Regions from separate parts of the Gossypium hirsutum genome. Here region 2 is linked to region 1. A link is a contact called in public Hi-C data. All regions are on one chromosome and are shown on one strand. Each heading gives the region's core, a stretch centred on a gene start, on an enhancer-like site or on the middle of the called end of the contact. The rest is flanking DNA. Distances are from core to core; before and after follow the strand shown. Region 1 holds the start of LOC107899882 (pectin acetylesterase 8). Region 2 has its middle 24 kb from the start of LOC107900701.

What was found. A called contact is a pair of places that touch in the nucleus more often than the background predicts.
Region 2: a Hi-C map of leaf shows a contact between it and region 1, with 2.6 times the contacts expected there. The contact joins the enhancer-like site here to the promoter of LOC107899882 in region 1. A contact is called at or near these places in 5 of 34 Hi-C or Micro-C datasets (fibers and leaf).

What each region holds. Positions count from the first base shown.
Region 1 is chrD08:54,316,215-54,323,476 of Gossypium_hirsutum_v2.1, reverse strand. It overlaps LOC107899882 (pectin acetylesterase 8), which reads right to left and starts at 4,180. Exons shown (of 14, transcript XM_041098410.1): 1 at 4,042-4,180; 2 at 3,348-3,448; 3 at 3,113-3,236; 4 at 2,948-3,030; 5 at 2,649-2,778; 6 at 2,479-2,558; 7 at 2,090-2,176; 8 at 1,888-2,012; 9 at 1,712-1,772; 10 at 1,569-1,622; 11 at 1,407-1,484; 12 at 1,223-1,328; 13 at 992-1,137; 14 at 503-904. The coding sequence starts at 3,236. The coding sequence ends at 776.
Region 2 is chrD08:54,449,534-54,457,151 of Gossypium_hirsutum_v2.1, reverse strand. No RefSeq gene overlaps it. Among protein-coding and RNA genes, the nearest start is that of LOC107900701, 24 kb to the left of the region's middle. Within about 2 kb of position 4,846, at least 9 of the 9 cell types and tissues checked have an H3K27ac peak or open chromatin away from gene starts, as enhancers often do. A contact at or near this core is called in fibers and leaf, where this site is marked.

The sequences.
Region 1 (7,262 bases), core at 2,931-5,430:
GATAACATACATACACATAAGATATATAATAAAATAGAATTTTGGAATAATTTTAGTAACAATTCTGAACTAGTTATAATTATTTGTCAATTTTTTTACATGTCACACATAAGAATAGTTTAATTTTATAATCAATTTATTAGTGAAACATTATAAAAAATGAAGCCGATTCATAAAAATAGTTAAGTGCATTTTAATTAATACAAACGATTGGCCTGTGCATTGCACAAGTATTTAAACTAGTTATACAATATGTAAATGTTGAGGATTAAATTTTTTAGATTCAAGACTAAATTGACACCATGTACAAATGTTGAGAGTTAAAGTTGCTATTATGTCCATTGTAAAAGAAAAAATTGAATAATTGAGTGACAATTTTGTAACTTTTCATAGTTGGGTGACTCAAAAAACATACCAATAATTAGGTGACTACAAGTATAGTTTACCCTTAAAAATAATACACAGGCAACTATAATAAATTTTAATACACAAAAATTAAAGAAAAAGAAACTGATTTATTAAGAATAATAATATCCAATAGACAAATGAAGCCAACCCAGCACACAAGTTTGGTGCAGTGGTGGCCATTGCTTATTCAAAGGAATTGACCAATGCTAAATTTCATTTAATGATGAATTAATGATGAATATTAAATCTATATAGCCAAAAAAATTATACTTCTACGCTATATGTATGTATGTATGTATGTAATTATAGTATGAATATGAACTGCATGCTGAGAAAATGTATAATCTACTATATATCTATTATATGTTTATGAATGGGGTGCATGCGGATCATCGTAAACACGGTTGTGGCAAGTTGGGTTGCAAGGATAAGCGCAATCTATCTTTTGGAACGGTTTCTTATCATAAAACCAGTCTCCTACTGCCTTCCCAATTTTCTGCACTCACAAATCAATTTCAAAATCAAACATATATCAATCAGTGTAATATTATATATATAAAAAGGCAGCCATTTGTTTGCTTACGGTTTTATTCAACAATGGGGAGTCTTGCATAAACCATAATTCTTGCATCTCAGTTTGGCAATGGGCAAAGCAAGAGTCTATAAACATTCCTCTTGATGCAGACTTGCCTAATCGAAGCAGTGCAACCAAGAATTGTAACCTGAAGTCTGAAACACACACACAAACAAAATGCCCTTAATAAAAACTTTAATGAATTCAGAGTCTAAAACAGGAGGGGAATGTTTTAATCACCTTGCATTACTTTTATTTGGCTAGGCAAACAGTTCTTTATATCAAGCTTGCAGCTCTCCCAGTGGCCATGGGGATCAGCAATGCCAGGTGCCAAAATGTTTCGTATCTGAATGGAATCAAATTATTTCGGTATTTGATTTGTACAATCATTTTATAACTAAATCGAATGCGGAAATGAGCGAACCTGCCATGAATCGTATGCTGCATTGATGATGAAAAGAGGTGTTCGTATTTGTTGTGCGATGTATTGCGGGAAAAAACACTGTGAAATGTGGATTGAGTATTGGTCAGAATATTGAAAGTTGCAGTGAAGAGTGAAACTAGTAAGGAAACAGAAAGCACTCACTAAACCAGGTTTCATTCTCGAAGTACATGATGGAAGCAAATTCTTTGCAGACCCCTTCAGAAAAGTGAGACTGTGCGTAAGACTTATACATTGACAGTGCATTAAATATTATACCTATGAGGAGATAGGGAAAGAATGAGTACATGTGTCGCAACTAATTGATCAAAGAAGGTTTGAATATAATGTCCTCCAGACACATCTCTCCTGCAAAACAACATTTACAAAGGAATTAATAAGTATTTGCATGAAACGAATATGTGAACTACCATGTATACTTCAACACAAGATTCTTGGCAGAAGGTCCTATAAATGAGCTTACGTATTGATAAAATAACCAGCATCTGAAATACATTTTACTTTAGTACCCATAGGTAGGAGGGCTCGGAAGCTATCGCAATGCAATATCGATGCCAATCCACCTGCTGAACATCCCGAAAGAATAGCCTACACAGAGTAATTTCATTGGAAAAACCATTAGCTCAAAAACATAAAAAGATACAAGAAAGGCAAAACAATCTTACATTTTCAGCATTTCTCATTCCTTTGCTCAATAGATCCTCCATGACAGCAAGCCAGACGCTTGCACCTCTGAAGTGAAGATTAGTAACCTGATGAAAAATTGCTTACTGATTAAATTGCAGAGATACAAAGAAAACTTGTATAATGGATTCTACATATGGAAATAACAACTTTTTGTCCTGTGTGAATATGAGTTGGTTCAGTTAGCACCCTGGCAAGCATCAGAGTTCAAGTCGCACCATGAGTCTCATTTGATGAATGATCCATAAGTACCATATTCAGCCCTCTATAAGGCGGTGGCATGCCTGACCCTGGACTATAAGTTTTATGACCAGAAAAGTAAAAAGAACTTGTTGTCCTGCCATTGCCAAGATGAAACATCATAACTTACTGGATTGACTGCTGCAACATCGCCGGTGAACGATGATCCATCACAATACCTGACTTTGATCCTGTTCCAATTGTAAAAGTCTACAAATCCAAATCAAATCCATTAAACAGCTTCCAAACAAAAATTAGGAGAAAAAAAGGAGAGAGAGATAAGAAAGAAAAAGTTCGTGCCTGGATTGAATATACGTTTGTTGTTCAGAATGCCAGAGAAAGGGATTTGCTTGACCATTCTCTTCGAAGAACCTAGATGTGTGTTTTTACGAACGAGGCAACTACTGACATTGTTGCACCATCCTCCTCCCTAGGAATCCAATGCAAGAGCAATTACTGTGAGTGACAGTAAATACATTAGGAAGTTTGGAACAGAAAAACAAAACCAATCCCATTAGTATTGTCAACAACCCCCAACATCATGAACATTATTACATCCTGTTTAATGATGTAAATGGATTTCGACAAGGGGGACAAACCTCAAGCTGAATTAGCCAACTATTTATACCGGTTCCGTATCCCTTGTCCCAATGGTAAGCTGGCGGGCTTCCGTCCAAACAAACTACAGTTTCATCACAATTTAAGCATATTATTAAGAAATCTAACAATGGAAATCCAAAGAGGAAGAAAAGAAAAATACTGACCGGCTCCTTTTGCTACAGCGCTTTGAACATAGGTAATTGGGACGTAAGCCGCGTTTGTTGTGAACAACAGCAGTCCCAAAACAAGTAGCCATAGCCATAGGCAGGACCTTGTAGTATCCAACATCTATGCACCTTAAACGTTTAATGAAATGGCAGAATTGAATTACGCAACTAATTATAAAGCAATAAACATGAAACAGAGCACACCAATATTATAATTATATATAGGTGGTACCTGCAGCAAGTGGAAACAGAGGGAAGACGAGGAGAAGGATCAAAGAGCTGAAGAATAGGATGGGACTTGGGAGGGAACCGCCTTGGGGTCTTTGTGTCTGCCTTCACAGTTACAGCATTTCAGTTCCAACAAATCAGAAATGATGAAATGAGTTTTTAAAAAACCAATACAAATACAGGAAGACCATAAAAAGTAGTGGTGGTAATACGAGGAAGACGAGATCTAAGACAAAACGTTTTTTAAAAGTGGGATTCTTTTTCCCTCTATGAGTGAAAAGGGAAAGTAACACTTGCGTCTTTTGCAACACTTTGTAGTTGTAGTAGCTAAGCTAAGCTAGTTGTATTGCATTAATGCAAGCAAAAAAAAAAATGGCCCTCCTGTTCCTGCAAAGGACAGAACAGAACTTGAGAGGAGAGCCGACACTGATTCCCTTAAAAACACCACTGTCAAAGAGTCTAAAAAAAAAAAACTTAAAATAAATATTATTTTTTCTTTCGTCTTTTCAACTTTTGAAATTTATAAAAAAATTCTAATGGGGGTGTGTGGTGGTGGGAGAAAAGCTTGATTTTAGTTATGTAGAATTAGACTTTTTAGTTAAAAGTGGGGGTTGAAGTTGAATGTAAGCAGACCCACTAAACATCAATTTGCATGCGGTAATAGAAAAACAATGAATGGAAGTGAAGGAAGAGCTAACCTTAAAGTCTGATCGGCTCATGCGTTGAAGCTTTCGCTTTCTTTTTCCGCAGCCATTCGTCTCTTCACCACATATAATTATAGAGTTTTTATTCTTTGGGTTTCTTCTACTAACAATTTAAAGCATACATCCGTCACTATTACACCTCCTTTACGTATTTTAATCAAATACGAGAAAATAACGTTTTTACCATTATTAATGCAATCATCTTTTAACCATTTGGTAATATTTTAATTTTATTTTAATACATCTTAAATAGAATATATATCTGTCGAAAAAAAAAAAGGAAATTTCGCCGGTGAAATATTTAAGTTAAGCTTTGTTCTTAATTTTATACTATAAATTTCAATATATCAAATTTCCAACTTCTTCAATTAGTAAGTGAAGGTGTTATTTTGGTTGATATTCTACCTTTCCATCTTGTGCAAGTTAGTAAGCTATATAGTGGGTGACTAAACTTGTAGAGTATGTGTGTACCAATTAGTATTATCTTAAGAGAGTAATTTGATTACCGATTACTTGAGTTGTGATAGTTTAGAAACAACAAACGGGTTCGGAAAAAAATATTTCACTATGTAATAGCAACATATACAAAAATATGAATTTATCTTTGAAGCATTGACATACACATTATTAAAAATTTCAAAAATAAATTAAAGAGATTTTTATTTAAATAATGAGTTAACATATCTAATATAAATTCTAAAGAAGAAAAGTAAGATGCTTTTATTCCTTGTTAGTAGATGAGAAATACTGAAATACTCTAGCGTCGGCATAATTGCATGATGCTTGAAGAGGAGAAAAGCAGAAAGTAAGAACTGGTGACTTGTTAATAAAATGTATTTTCATTTTATCTATCTATGCATGGCACTTCCATGTTGGATAGCTCTTTCGTTCTCAAACCCAAAATTATAGTTAAAAAAACATGGTGCAACGTTATGTAGTATATGTATATATAATAGCTCAAAGAGTATGATTGCATATTATATTGGTATGCTTGGTGCCGAATATAAATCAAAAAGAAAGAAGATGTTTGTTACTTGTTTGGTGGAATAAAAAATTGTTTCCACCATGATTGGAATAGGAAAGTAGAAACGTGGCAGATGATAATACGTTGAAGAGGGGATCTAAAAGTTCGTGGATGCGTTGCATTTGCAGGCAAGCATCAACCTATAATAAGTGGAGAGTTGAGAGTTCAAAGGCCACGTGATTGACGGTGATTATATATTTTTGTAAAAACAATTCAAAGTTGGATGAGCCACACCCACCGCCACCATCCATTTTCATGCTGTTTTGCACTTTCGTTTACGCACCCTTTTATTGAAAAGAAGAAAAGACATGAAAAAAGCAATATACTAGAATTTTCAGAAACTAGATGAGCCACCAAATTGATTCCAACATCCAATAATTATTATCTCCCACATGTAATCCAATCACTCATCTATAACCTTTCTCTCTATCATTTTTAGTTGTGGATATGGATATGATTGAAACTAACCTCGACTCTATCTAGTATTTAATTTATAAATATATTAATTTAATCAAAAATTTTATTAAATTATTAAAATATTTTATTAATTATACAAGTGTTTGGTAAAGTAGTAAGACATATCACACTCCTAAAAGGAGAACTAAAATTTAATCTTGGAGACAACATTATTGGAAGGAGCAACCACAAATTCTGAAAGGATTAATCTTCTTGGATCATAAAGCGGACATGAAGTATACTTTGATCATACAAAAAAAGAAGCATTTTATTAAATATTGAAGAAGCTTTCGGTTTACACTTTGTTCCAACATTGATGTTTGAACTATTGTTGGAACAAATAACTTAATTTGTAGTTGTATAAGACAATTTTGTTCTAACTTCTATTAGAAAAAAGAATGGGACAGAACAAATTCACAAATAAGTAAAGTAAGGAGAGAAATAACACACAATATTTTTAACACAATTCGGATCAACAATCCTACGTTTGTAGGATTTCGGTCAGGGAATGATTTTATTCAACAATCCAACTGAATCACCTATTGGCTAAAGCTTGAACAATCCTTACAACAATGGATAATTGCAGCCCTAACAATGACTTAGATTGTTACAAATCACTTTTCCAAATACCTCACTTACACCAAATACCTCACTTACAATCAATGTGATCTCCCCAAAGAGTGTCCAACTACACAACCAAAAATATTCAACAAAGCAATAAAGAAAAGACACTCTAAAATTGCTCAACACTATGCGACACAAACAACCTATTTATAGGCTGATGTAAGAGTCCCACGGCAGTGTTTTGATAAGTTTTAAACTCTCATTTAAAAACTGAAAATATTCAATTAATTATCTTGAGTATTTATAACATAAAAGCCTTTATAAACAAACTCCTCAATAGTTTCAAATACTCTAAATGATAAGGATAAGGATGAGTATTTACAAAAGTTCAAACTCCTCTAATTTCTCTCCAAGGTCGTCGATTGAAAGATAATGATCAACACATGTTTGTAGCACAAAATTACTTCCTTATTTGCTACTTAACAAGATTAAATCATAAGCCATTTTGTTAAAATGTCAAATATGCAAACACAAAATCTTTGATTGCACCAAAACTATTGTTCTATATGTTGTTCAAATATGAAGTGGAACAAGAAAAGTAGCCAAACTTCCAACAATTTCTCCCTTTGGCATTTTGACAAAACCAACAGGAAATGATTAGCACTTAATCCAAACAAGTCAAAGGAAACTAGAATATGTCTCCCTTTAAAAGATAGAACCATGCTCGATCATACACTCCTCTATCAATATATTTGTTCATCACATTGACCACCAAACATATAGACATTCTCCAAAGTAATTCATGAGATATAATGCGTGACAAATAAGTTGAACATATATCATCTAGTATCTAACAAAAACAATGAAAGTAGTAGCAATAAAAGTCATCAAAATAAACCATAAATCATCACCAAATTCAACAATCAGCATGAACATTTCATTCGTTGCTACTCTTTTCTCACTTTTTTTTGGCAAAGATACCAAAAGTGCTCCCACTCACCTCTTAGATAAATTCTATTTAGAAAATAATTTTGTTCCATGACGAAAAATTAATTTTTTTCTAAAAACCTGAGACTTGTGATATTTATATCACTAAACATTCTTCCCAAATTCATACTTGTGCTATTGAATAAGCGGTTTGATTCGAATATCGACTTTCAACCACTCGATT
Region 2 (7,618 bases), core at 3,597-6,096, 130 kb before region 1:
TGAAGTCACCTGCCCTCGATTTCTGATTCAATATCATTGCTGCTATTTTTTTAATTCACTAAATTAATGAAAATTTTTGTTTTGATTACTTAATTAAAATAATTACAATTTAATTATTAATTTAAAAGTTTTTATTTAAGTTATTGAGTTATTAAAATCGATATTATATGGGTTTTTTATTCGCACTATCTATACAAATCTAAAGCTCTTTTCTCCTTCTCTTCTACAATTTAATTTTTTTATGACATAATTTTAAACGTTACGAATCTGCAAACTAAAATTCAAACAATTTTTTCCTCGATCTCCTACACTGATTGTCAAATCGACTTTGATCTAAGGTATGTTCTTCCTCTTGTCATAGAGGTGAGCAAGACTCGATTCGAGTCGAAAAAATCGAAAAAAAAATCTGAATTTTGAGTTAATCGAATCGAGTTATTCAAGTTTTGAGTCGAGTTGAATTTTACAAATCAAATAACTCCAATAATTTAAATAACATATTGGTGTAAATACCCTTTTGGTTCCCGTCAATTTTGAAAATGAGTAATTTGGTCTCCCTATCAACAAAAATTACAAAAAGAATCAAAATAATTTTCAAAATTTTAAAATAATTTTTAAAATTCAAAATATTTAGAAAAATTCCAAAATTTATATTTTTTTAAAAAAATTATATATTTTAAAAAAATTCTAAAGAATACATAAAGAAAGTTAAAAATTTAATTTTGGAGACCTAAATAAGTTAATTAATGATTCAAGTTTATCATACTAAAATTTTTATTTAACTCGAACAAATTCACTTGATTCGACTCGACTCGAATTTCATTTCACTCAACTCAATTCGAAAAAATTTTAAATCGAGTTGGGATGATAAAATAGAACTCATTAACTCGAAATGAATTTCACTTGATTCGATTGAACGCTCACCCCTTCTTGTCGATGAGTACTAATCCACATACCGATCGCTGAATCATTACTTGGATCTCGCTAGTGGAACTTTTAAAAGAAAAAACTTAACAACTAAGTAGCTTAAATAAAATTTTTTAAATAGTTCAATGACTTAAATGAAAATTTTTGAATATTTTAATGACCAAACTTTAATTTTTTTAATTAAGTGATGAAAACAAAAAGCTAATGATATAATTTACTTTTTTTTCCTTCCAAATACGGAAATACCCATATTCAGTTCCTCAACAAATGTACGTACGTAGACCAGCCAGGGATGAATAGAATGACCAACCCACCTATACATTAGCCGGGATCCTTTTTTTATTCCATTTAATTTTTATAATTTTGGATTTTGACTTTTTATCAAATTTAAATTTATTTAAAATTTTAACATTTGAATTTGAATAAATAATTTTTATTAATTTTGAATATTTATTTTTTATATTATACTACTTTCTAATGTCATGTGTGATTTTGTGTAATTAATTTTTAATTAATTTGTTAAATATTGTATTTCTTAATTACTATAATTAACATTAAATTAATATTCTTTATTTGGATGGATGAGTATAATTAAAATATATTAAATTATTTAAAATTTTTAATTTTATAATAATTAAAAATTTTAATCATAATTAAAACATTTTTAACTTAATCAATGTAAAGTAACTAGTAATTAACATAATTACAATATATTAATTATTTTAATAATTCAAATATAATACTAATATATTGAAGCATTTGTAAAAATATTAAAAATTTGATATATTGTAAATTAAACTTTCCACTATTAATTTATTTTTTTCTTAACAGTCAATATATTGACCATAGTAATTTTTAGACAATATATAAATAATATAAATACAATACAATATATTTTATTATAAAAATATTATTTATTAAATTTTATATATGAGATATAAATTTTTGGGTGAGTGAAGTTGAAACTAGACTTAATCTTGAAAATTTTAATTAAAAAAAACTATCTATATCACATCAAAACTTGATTTTCAAAATAAATAAAAAAATTCCTTCCTCGTCAAATTGAATCAAATCAAACCGATCGGATTCTAGTTTATTACCATATTAGGTTATACATACAATTATCAAGCTTTTCTAAAAGTAAATAAACTTCGTATGCAAGCTCCCATTATTCGTCTTGTTGAGTATGACTCCTATTTCAGTCAAATTTGAGAAATAATCTTTCAGTTAAACTCTGTTTATTTGTTTCAATAAAACTCTGATTAGTCTAGATTATTTTATTATTATTTGACCTATGAATTTAGCCTATAAATAGGCTCTTTTACAACATTAGAAAATACATCCATTAGAGATTAGAACTCATAATACATTTAGAGAATTTTGTGTTTACGTTTTGAGGGTTCTTTATTTTCGAGTTTTTGGGGTTTAGTTTTTATCTCCATCTTTTGCCATTATAGTAAAATTATTTTTGCCCGTTGTTTTTTATTCTCTTTGGAAGAGTTTTTCCACGTTAAATTTTTGTGTTCAATTTCTCAATTTATTCTACTATTTTTTTACTTGTTGCTTAATCAGGTCAATCTCAACAAGTGGTATCAGAGCTAGTTTAATTTTTATAGATTAGCCCGTTCAGAGATGGCAGCAACAAGGTTTGAAATTGAGAAGTTCAATGGTGAGACAAATTTTAATCTATGGCAAGTTCGGATGATGGCAATTCTAGTTTAAACCGGCTTGAAAAAGGTTGTTATCGGGAAAAAGCCTGAGAATCTAAATCAAACAAAATGGGAAGTGTTTGATGAAAAGACCTTTTCTGCAATCCAGTTGTACCTCGCGAATGCGGTATTGCAGGACATATTGATAGAGAAGACCTCATCCGCCTTGTGGAAAAGGTTAGAAACTTTTTATGCAACTAAGTCCCTGGCTAACCGTTTAGTGTTGAAACAACGTCTATTTACGTTTCGCATGAACGAATGTGAGCTTCTTAGAAATCACATCAGTAAATTCATTACTCTTTTAAGTGATTTAAAGAACGTTGAGGTTCATATTGACGATGAAGACCCCCTTTATACAAGTCTTTTAAGGAGATCCTGATTTATGACAGAGACAAACTCTCGTTTGAAGATATGAAGGGTCATTTGTTGAGTAAAGACAAACTCGACAATGAGTTTGGTTTGGATAGCTAGGCAGATAGGCAAGCTTCCGTTTTGGTAGCATTAAAGAAACGAGACAAAAGGTGTCGTTATTGTAATAAGTCAGGTCACGTCAAAGCAGATTGTTATAAACTGCGAAATAAAAGAGCTGCTGAGAGTAACGAGGAAGATGTAGCTAGTGCTAATTTGGCCGATGAAAGCAGTGATGATTTCTTGCGGTAACTCCAAGCTCATGCCCGAGTGGATCCTAGATTCGGGATGTTCTTTCCACATGTGTCCTAATAGAGAATGGTTCCCCACATACGGTTCAGTTGAAGGGGAGTTATGCGCATGGGAAACGATTCATCTTGTAAGGTAATTGGTATTGATACTGTTAAAATTAATATACATGATGGGACGATTAGGACACTCTCACATGTCAGGTATGTACCTGATTTACGAAAGAATCTCATCTCATTGGGTATTTTAGACTTGAAAGGATGCAGAATCAACATCGAGTCAAGCGACATTAAAGTATCTCGTGGAGCTCTCATTTTGTTAAAAGGCAAAAGAACCGGCAGTCTTTATATTCTGGAAGGTTCTATAGTGACCGGTGAAATCAGACGTCTCTCGTTCGTTACGAAGTCAAAGTCAACTCGTTTGGAGTGGATGCAACTTGGTCATATGAGGGAAAAAGGTATGATCGTTTTGTTGAATAGAGGTTCTCTTTTGGATGTAGGTTTTGAAAAGTTAGGGCATTGTGTTCATGAAAATCAGGTTCGAGTTAGTTTTAATTTGACAGTGTACAAGTCGAAGGCTAGAAGTCTTCCAGTTTCTAAACACAGATTCGACTCAATTAATTCCTTACATAGTTAAAGAAAGGCCCGTGGCGGGCTTTGGCAAAGATGGCATTGTGGAAATATGAGTTAAGGTGGAGATTTGTTGAGTATGACTCCTATTTCAGTCAAATTTGAGAAATAATCTTTTAGTTAAACTCTGTTTATTTATTTCAATCAAACTCTGATTAGTCTAGATTATTTCATTATTATTTGACCTATGAATTTAGCCTATAAATAGGCTCTTTTACAACATTAGAAAATACACCAATTAGAGATTAGAACTCATAACACATTTAGAGAATTTTGTGTTTACGTTTTAAGGGTTTTTTGTTTTCGGGTTTTCGAGATTTAGTTTTTATCTCCATCTTTTATACTTTTCGTGCTTTTGCCATTATAGTAAAATCATCTTTGCCCGTGGTTTTTTTTCTCTTTAGAGAGGTTTTTCCACGTTAAATTTATGTGTTCAATTTCTCAATTTATTCCATTATAGTAAAACCACTCGCACGTGCTCTTACTGTATCAATGGCATCTCTTTTATCTACGCCTCTTTTAACAGCCACTTCGTCACTGTTCTTTTCATTAAAAATTTATTTTACCTTTTAAGTTTTTCTTTTTCAGTCCATTTCCTCAAACAAATAAATATTCTGTTACTTAAAATTAAAAAAAGTGAAAAAAGTTGGATAATTTGCTTAGTAATATCAGTTAATCAGATTCAACTACCAATTTACTTTTAAAATCTTAAGCTTTAAATAATAAATGAAAGTAAATTCCATGTTTAGTAGTGTTATTTAAATTCGAAAACTTTTGAAATAAGAAACTTTGAAAAAATCACATGCTTTGTGCTTTTCAAGTTTGCAGTGGAGACGGTGGACTTTTTCCCCTTGTTTGCTCACAAAACAGGAGTGACTCTGTTGGACACGTGGAGAGAAGGAACTGGTCTGTTGGGATTATAAATAACGGACAAATAAGGGAAGATCAAGCTCAGCGATAGGGTTATAGAAACAGTAATAGTTATAGATGGTAAGGAGGAGCCCTTTTCCCAAAACCAACCATTTCGGTGAAGGGAAAAGGGGCTGGAGATTGATTCAGTTACTGGCGGTCTCTAATTCGCTTGGTGCAGGTCGGGAACTGATTGGCTGTACCTTAATATTGGATTGAATTTTATTTTGATTTAAGCCAGATGGCGGGGCGTGATTGGAGGAAGCGCGAATCGGATCCCGCCTTGCATCAACTGAATCGGAGACCGCGGTGAAGGTTGCGTGGATCTTTCCTTTTTGTTCACTTTTAGGCTTATGATTCAGATCGCAGGTTGGGATTTTATTTTCCTTCTTGCTTGTTTTTGGTAGCTTTTTTAAAAAAAAAAATTTATTATGACTATTGATTTGTTTTATTATTAAGGAAACTACAGATTTGCTTCTGAATCATTAGATTTGGGATTTTTTTTTAAATATATAAATTGTTTTTTTTTTGTTATCTTTCTTTCGACGATTCAAACGTCAAGAAGAAAAGGGATGTAAAAAATTGTTAATTGCTCAAACTTCACTTAGTTTAAAAAAATTATGGCGTTGTTGTAGTAAAATAAATGCATTACTTCATTGTAAATGTTTTGTTTAAATCTAGGAATTACTATGATAATATACATTGGAATTAGTCCATTCCTATTTCTTGTTAATTAAGAGTAACCTCCTATGAGTTCACTGCAGATTTATTTTAGTTAGTTAGTTAGATTTGAGATAATTATTCAATCTAGTGTTTGTAATGATTGGTTTTGATTGGATAGTAACACCGTAATGTTACTTGTGCAAGCATTTTTTGTGATATCTTAATCTTATGTTTTGGGTAGTTTTCGTACTTCTCAAATGCTTCGTACAAGAGATGCAATCAAATCCCATAACTTTATAAATCCTGTTATTCCACTGAATGAGTAGAATAAAGAAGTTTAGTCCTTGTTTTAACAAGTTCTAATATTTTGTTTATTTGATTATTGGAGGTTCTTTCAGCGTAAAGATAGATTCTAAGTTCTACCTTCTTTTTTGTCTCAACTTACGGTATCCTTAGGAGCCTTTTGGGGGGATAAATCTCAGTTGTCAGTGTAAATCTAGATATTCATTCAGTATTTGATAAATTAGTTTCAACTTTCTAGCCCAAAAGATAATTAAGTTTCTTTATTTTGTTTCTTGTTAACATATTTAGTCCGTGTAGAGTCTAAACTGATGTCTGGTATCAACTCCTTCCTCGTTTTCAAACCTCTGTCTATATTTATTTATTTCTGGCTCCTAATTTGCTGCATCTGGTTTGTTGTTTATAATTCATTTAAAGGCTCAAAGGTTCCCTTGTAAGATATTGAGACATACTGAATTTTGTTGAATTTGCATGCTCACTTTTTAATCAGCATCTGAGATTGATTGATTGCATCACTGGACTGCATGTGTGGCTATCCTTCTCTTTTTGGTGCTGTTTTGTCCTGTGTTCATAATACCGTTATAATTTTATTGACTTCCGAAGTTGCATTATGGTAGAAATAATTCATTGAGGATTAACTTTGTCTTTTCTAGTTGAAGTGCTGATTGTGTGATTCCTCATGGCAACAATTTTCTTGTTCGCACTCTTTGTATAGTCTCCACTATGTGAGAACATCTTTGGCAACAGCATTAATAACCCCAAATCCCTTTTTTCTTGGTTGATCTGTCTTTGATTTTCTTTTTTTGTGCTAGGTTTATATTGTTTGTAAGAAACTTCTCTCTAGACTTATCATCAGGTCTATAGTTCCTACTTGGTATATACATTGACATATTTTGTTATCTTTTATTTCCCATCTGTTGATATCCACCGGTAGAGTCTTTTGTCAATGAAGTCAATCGATGTCTGAAGGGCAATGCAGTTGCTGCCAAATTTGTCAACTGAACATATCTGTCTCTTTATCTAATCATCATTTTGGTGTCAAATTTTCAATATAATGTTTGTGTTTTTTTGATGTGCTTCTCCCCAAGTGTGTTTGGTAGAGTGGAAAAGTAGAATGGAAAAGTAGAAGGCTAGAAAGAGGAGAGTTGAAAAGTGAAAAGAAAATATAACTTCCGTCTCTTTGGTAGAAAAGAAAAATGAGAAGAAAGAAAATAGTAAGGATGATATTTTCCATCCTAGAGATTTAAGCAAATTATTTTAAATTGGAAAGTAAAAAAACAAAAAAAAGGAAAGGAGAGAAATGTAAATTAAGTGTGCATATTTATATGATTAAGTATTTCTTTTTAATTTTCATTTTTCAACTCCATTGATGGAAAAAGATTTTTTTTTTCTTTCCAAACAAGCTCACCAGTGGATATATATATATACTCTCTCTTTCTGTTTTTCTTTTATTTCAATTTTTTTTTCATTTTCTATCAATTGGGGGGGAAATAAAAGATAGAAAAAAAATTCGGTTAATGTACTAGATAGAAAAGAAGAAAAAAATAGAATTGAAAGAAAAGGTTAAATTAGTCATATGTGGAAAAAAAACATTAATCGGTAAAATAGGCTGATTTTTGGAGAGATAATGTGAAAGCGCATTTAGTTGGATGAGTTTTTCGATAATTATAAAGAAAACGCATTCAGTCGGACACGCATTTCTTGACATGTCAGCACGGAAGCTCGTCTAGTTAGGTGCGCTTTCACACTAACTATGTAGAAAGCGTATAGTTGGATGTGTTTTCACTCTCTTTAAAAAAATCTATTTTTCTAAATTTAAAAAGATCT